2 separate regions of the Rattus norvegicus genome follow, and region 1 is linked to region 2. The links are chromatin contacts, called in public Hi-C maps. All regions are on one chromosome and are shown on one strand. Each heading gives the region's core, a stretch centred on a gene start, on an enhancer-like site or on the middle of the called end of the contact. The rest is flanking DNA. Distances are from core to core; before and after follow the strand shown. Region 1 holds the start of Chrne (cholinergic receptor nicotinic epsilon subunit). Region 2 holds the start of Arrb2 (arrestin, beta 2).

Region 1 (2,757 bases), core at 128-2,627, 190 kb after region 2:
GGCACATTCCCAACCCTGCTTCCTTTTTGTTTTGTTTTGGGTTGCTGACGGGCTCACCATGTTATCCAAGGGATTCTGGAACTCATATAATTTGTATGCCTCAGACTCCCCTGAGGAGTAGCTGGGACTACGGGCTAAAACTACAAGATGGCAGCAAGAAGCCTGTGCCCACCCCTACTGCAAACCTAGATCCAGCTTCCCACCCCTTCATTCCATTTCCTCACCCCACCTCCTTTACAAAGTCCTTCCAAAAAAGACCCCACCTACTACTCCATAGCAGGCCTTGTCCCATGCTCTAGGCCCATCTCAATACCATGCTTAAAGTGATTCTTCCTACCGAAAAATGAGAGAGCAGTTCTGCCAGTCAAAGGGGAAATAGGTGACCTCCACTGCGCACGTGCTGCGGTAGATAGCTGGGGGCAGCCAGCTCACAGAGCCTCCCTCATAGACCAGAACATTGCAGTCGTAGGCCACTCCAAACTGCCCATCAATACTGTGGAAACCAAGCTTTTCACGTGTCTGAACCTCCTTCAACAACCAAATCCCCCCAAAACCAGTTCCCTTGCAGCCTGGGCTCTTGGGTAATCCTCACTTGTTTTCCAGAACAATCTCTGGCAGCCATACATGTTCGGAAGGGACCCGCAGGATTTCTACGCCTGCAAAATCGTCCTTGCTGAAGTTGAGCCGATAGTCTTGCCATTCCTAAGAAGTGGGGACAAAAGGGTACGTGCTCTCAATCTCCCACCTGGCAGAAAAGAAAGGCTGGCTGGGAACCCTCCAACTGCTCCCCACATCTGACTCACAATTCCAATCCAGACACTGGTGGTCAGAGTCTCTTCTTTCTCATTCTACAACAGAAAGAAGCCAGGAGTTAGAGGTAGAAGTGAGGGTACAGGATTAGAATTGGGGGAAAGTCTTACCAGTGAGATGAGGTTGGTTAGGGTGACCTTGAGGGTGATGGTGACAGTGTCCTCAGGTCTCCTAACTGGCCGGCATTCTGGGTCATAATTGTCGAAGAGATGGTGATACAGGCTCAGCTCTTCATTCTTGCCTTGGCTTCTGCCTATGATTCAAGAAGGAAGGGCCACTGCACATGAAGCAGCAGCCTGAAAGGCTTCTCTCTGCCCCTCAGGCCAGTGCACCCTCCTGGGTTTGTATTTCTGGATTTCTCCCAAACCGACATTATTGTACCTGGGGACCAAGTACTGTCTCAGTCTCCAACTCAGTCCTTTCCCTCCCCCCCTCATGTTGACATATGGATCCACCTGGCTCCCCTCACCCTTGTCCCTACCAAAGAGTGCCAGGAGAAGCAGGGTCCCAAGCAGAGCCATTGTCATCCTGATGTCTGGTTCTCAGGTTATTCTGAGCTTTGACAAGCTTGAGGGAGCAGGCCAAGGTGCCTGTGTGAAGGGGAGGAGGGTGCTAGTTCCGGACTAGGTTTAGGGACTGTCACCTAATCCTCTGCCCCTGCTGTGGGGGTGGAAGAGGCAGCTGCCTCATCCTGTGTCCCTTGCCCCACCCCATCCCAGCATCCTTTGCCCGAGCTTCAGCAGCCTCTGTAAGCCACAGGCCTATCATCTCAGGAGAGAAGCAGGCTTCTAAACACTGGAAACCACAAGCCATTAGTGCTGTAGACCCCATTCTCAACGCATACTGGTATCTTCGATACAGCTGCCCTGTAATGGTGATTCTAATGGATGCATCTGAGGGAGTAAACATCCTGTACCCCTCATACTACCCCTGGCTTAGATACTTTTCTATTGCCATTCTAAGACCCCACATCCAAGGCAACATATAAAAGAAAACATTTGAAGATCGTGGTTCCTGAGGGTTACATTCCAGAACCATCATGGTGGGGAGCATGGCAGTAGGCATGGTGCTGGAGCAGAAGCTGAGAGGTCACATCTTCAAATGGCAGCATGAAGCAGAGAACTAGGAATAGTCTTTTGAAACCTCAAAGGCCAACCCCAATGTCATACCTCCTCCAATAAGGCCACATTTAATCCTTCCCATACAGTTCCACCAACTAAGGACCAAGCATTCAAACATGAACCTATGTGTATGTATGTATGGGGGGGGTGTTCTCATTCAGACACCACAACCCCCACCCATGGACAGTACATGCTATCATACCCTGATGGGTCCATTCATACTAATGGTTACACAAAAAGTCTCTACGAAGACCTGGCAATAAGACAGGCGGCATACAGAATTACTCTGCAGTGACACCCTTGACCTGGCAAAGCCTATGTTCAGTATTGGGCACAACGCCTTCAACATGACCCCAGGATAAGCCCACTGTGACCTTACTTTGAACAGGAGACCTGCTATCCCTTCCCTTTTCTTGCTGCCACCTTATGGTGGTCATCAATGATACTGTCTTTCCAACTACTGTCCAAAATACACTGGTCTTCAGGCTGGCGCTGAAGTTTTGAACTTTCTGCCTTAGCCACCTGGGGCTGGGATGACAATCATGAGCCACTAGGCTTGTTTTTCATTAGTTCATTTGTTTTAAAGGTAGGTTTTGTAGAACTCAGGCCGGCTTTGAACTGATCCCCCAGGCCCTCCAGGGGCTAGGACTGCAGTGTGAGCGCAAGCATGGTGAGTACTCAGGGGTTTCTTGAAATAAGGCCTCACTATGTAGGTCTGTCTAGCCTAGAACTACATAAGCCAACTTTATAGGCCTCCTGACTCAACTTTCTAAGTGCTGAGATTCAGACATGTGCCACCAGGCCAAGCCGGAAGCTCTTTGTGTGT
Region 2 (2,860 bases), core at 1-2,500:
GCGGTCTCGCTATGCGACACGTTACCCAAAAAGAGAAGTCCTATCTCGACATTCCTCTGGTGAAAGCAAAACCCAATCAAATCAGCACTGGGCTGGAATTAGTGGTGAGCTAAGCATATGTGAGGCCCTAGCAGAAAATTAAATTAAATTAAATTAAATAAAGACTACAGTTCCTCGGGCTCTTTCTTTCACCTGCTATACACAGTCTTCCACCGTCTCTTCTATTCCTCCGCAGCTCTACCTCCTGCCATCTAACCCACAGACATTTTAGAACAGGGCGTGCTTTTCCTTACTCATCTTTAGGATGTCCTTTCCCCACTTCTGTCCATCCTTCAGAAGGGCTGTCCTCAAATTTCCTATGCTATGGAGTGACTGCACTCCCTCCTCCACGCTGGCCAAGCGCTTTTAGGCTTTTAGTTGCTTGATGGTCTGAGTCATATCTATTATAGCGTTCCTGGGAGCATAATACCTGTTTTATATGTCTCACGGATCCCAGGAAACTTAGGCCATGATGTTGTCCCGATGGCTCTGCACAGTGACTTACACAAAATAGGCAGGGAGGGAAGGATGAAGAATGGAAGAGATAAGTGGAGTAGGTGAATGATGGCTAGGATAGACGGTAAGGGAGATGACAAAGTCTGAATGTTTTAAAGTGACACTGCAAAAAAAAAAAAAAAAAATCAAAGACAATACACCAGGGGGAGCTGAAGACCACGAGAACGCGGGAAAGGTAGGCCAAACAAGGCTGCAAGCTCAGGGATGAGCAGCGCATACCAAAGCAAGCATCATCACGCAACAGATACGGCTCACCCACGTGGGCAGCCCCTTGGTGCTCAGACCCAGACAGTGTTTGAGCTCATTCCCACCGCCCCCTCGATCCCGTCCCTCCTCCGCTACAGTGAAAGCAAACAAAGGGGAGGGATCCCTGCAGGGCTATGGATACCAACGGCCAATCAGCTGCTTCTAAACTTCTCGAAGGCGGCCGCCTCCATTTTAAGGGGCCCAATCTAGTTCCAAAGGCTTGAGGAGGGGCGGGGAGATCGAGAGTAGGGACGGCGCGAGGAGGCTTCCCCGAGGGAGACTGAGGGCGGAGGCGTGGGGCGGAGCCAGCTCGAAGAGGGCGGGCTGCGCCGCGGCGCGCGGGCTCCGGCTGACGCAGCTGGCCCCAGCTCCCCTAGACCCAGACCGCGAGGGGAGGGGAAGGAGGAGAAAGAGTGAGGACGCGCGTGCGCAGTGACTCGGGGAGGAGTGGGGACCTGGCAGCGGGTGAGAAGGCTGCGAGCGAGCCGCGAACCCGGCGGGTGGAGGGCGGCGAGCGCGCGCGCACCATGGGTGAAAAACCCGGGACCAGGTAAGGGAGGTGGGGCCGTGCCGCGGGGCATGGGCGGCTGCTCGCGGAGTGTGCCAGGTTGATCCACAGACAAGGACACCGGGGAAGAAACCCCGGGGCCGGACGCCTGGGTCCCTAGAGGGTAGCTGTCCGGGGCCGCAAGCCTAGGTCCTTGAGGATATTGGAGTGGGGGTGCGTGCTGGGGCTCCTGCAAAAAGCAAGACTTGATAGAGATCGGGAAACCCACGCCTGGGTTCTCACAGAGATGTAGGAGTCGGACTACTGGGTTCTCTGCAGGCTGTGATGCAGGGGCGGAGGAAGGAGGAGCAGGTGGCCGGCCCCGAGGGGTTGTGTGCTGGGAGACTGGATGCTGGGAAGGGATTCCCCTAGACTCGTGCCCAACCAATGGAAAGCCTCCTGCCCAATACCCCACAGTCTGATTGCTCCCACCTGTCCCAAGGGTCGGATAGCTCTGCTACCAAACTTCTGCCTTCTCCTAGGTTGCTAGGAGCAACAGCTTCTTGAGAGAGTAGAGTGCATAGGGACCCTCGCTGAAATTGGGCTTTATTCCTGTCCTGGGGAGAGAGAGAGGTAGTATCTGCCCTGGACACACATCCTCTCCCCGGATGTTTTCTGTGCAATCGAGGCTCCTTCCTTCCACTGATACCAGAGTTCTCTTTTTTGGTCTATAGCAAAATCCACTTCCTGTTGTGACCCAACACCCCCAGGAGGACATGGGGTGAATACTTGAGTTCCAAAGGAGCAAGAACTAAATAATAGGTTGGGGCCATGTGCCTCAAGCCAGAGAGGACCAAGGATAAGGGCCTGATTATGAACAGTGACTTCTGCAAAACATGAGACCAACCCCACCACTCCCACTGCCCTTAAGTATTAAGAAGACCAATATCTGAGAGAGATGCTTACAGGGAAGATTGACCTCCTAGATTTGAGGTTAAACTAAACCCCAGAGAAAGGAGAAGTCACTTACTTGGGGGGGAGGCCCCCAAATTTCCGTTGAGTACTTCAGGGAGGGAATAGATGGACCAAAGAAAGACTGCTGACTTGGCATAATTCCCTACCATCTCATCAAATTCTGGGCCAGAGGAAATGGCGAGAATGGCAGGAAGTACAAAGAGGCATCTGCTTTAGCTGCACCCCTCCAAGCTGGGTACCTCCCTGGTAATTCCCTTGCTCTGCCTTCTTGGCCAAGCACACTGTGCACGCTGCGCCCTCCCTAACCATGGCTGGGTAAGAGCAGGGCAACTGACGGAGATACAATGATTGTGTGGTCGTCACAGGTTCTGCCAGGGCTCCCAGTGGGGGAAAATACAAGACAGGAGGAAACCAGAAGTAGGAGAAAGAGCCAACCTAGGTGATGTCCAAGCTGTCAGCCCTAATTGGGACAGAAATTAGAGTGATTATTCTAACCGCCACCATGTCCAAATGTGCCTTTATTACTTGGGGATACTTAGGGCAGCCTATGTATATGCCATGTGACCCTAAGTGTGTGTGGCCCAGTGATGTATGGGC

The links. Hi-C and Micro-C count contacts between places; a contact is called where the count stands out from the background.
Region 1: a contact with region 2 is called in a Hi-C map of kidney, with 4 times the contacts expected there. The contact joins the promoter of Chrne here to the promoter of Arrb2 in region 2. A contact is called at or near these places in 3 of 12 Hi-C or Micro-C datasets (kidney, mammary epithelial cells and psoas muscle).

The regions. Positions count from the first base shown.
Region 1 is chr10:55,832,777-55,835,533 of GRCr8, forward strand. Chrne (cholinergic receptor nicotinic epsilon subunit) reads right to left here and starts at 1,378. Exons shown (of 12, transcript NM_017194.1): 1 at 1,292-1,378; 2 at 921-1,063; 3 at 804-848; 4 at 593-702; 5 at 338-493. The coding sequence starts at 1,337. It also overlaps a transcript of Gp1ba not described here.
Region 2 is chr10:55,644,352-55,647,211 of GRCr8, forward strand. Arrb2 (arrestin, beta 2) reads left to right here and starts at 1,251. Exons shown (of 15, transcript NM_012911.2): 1 at 1,251-1,351. The coding sequence starts at 1,329.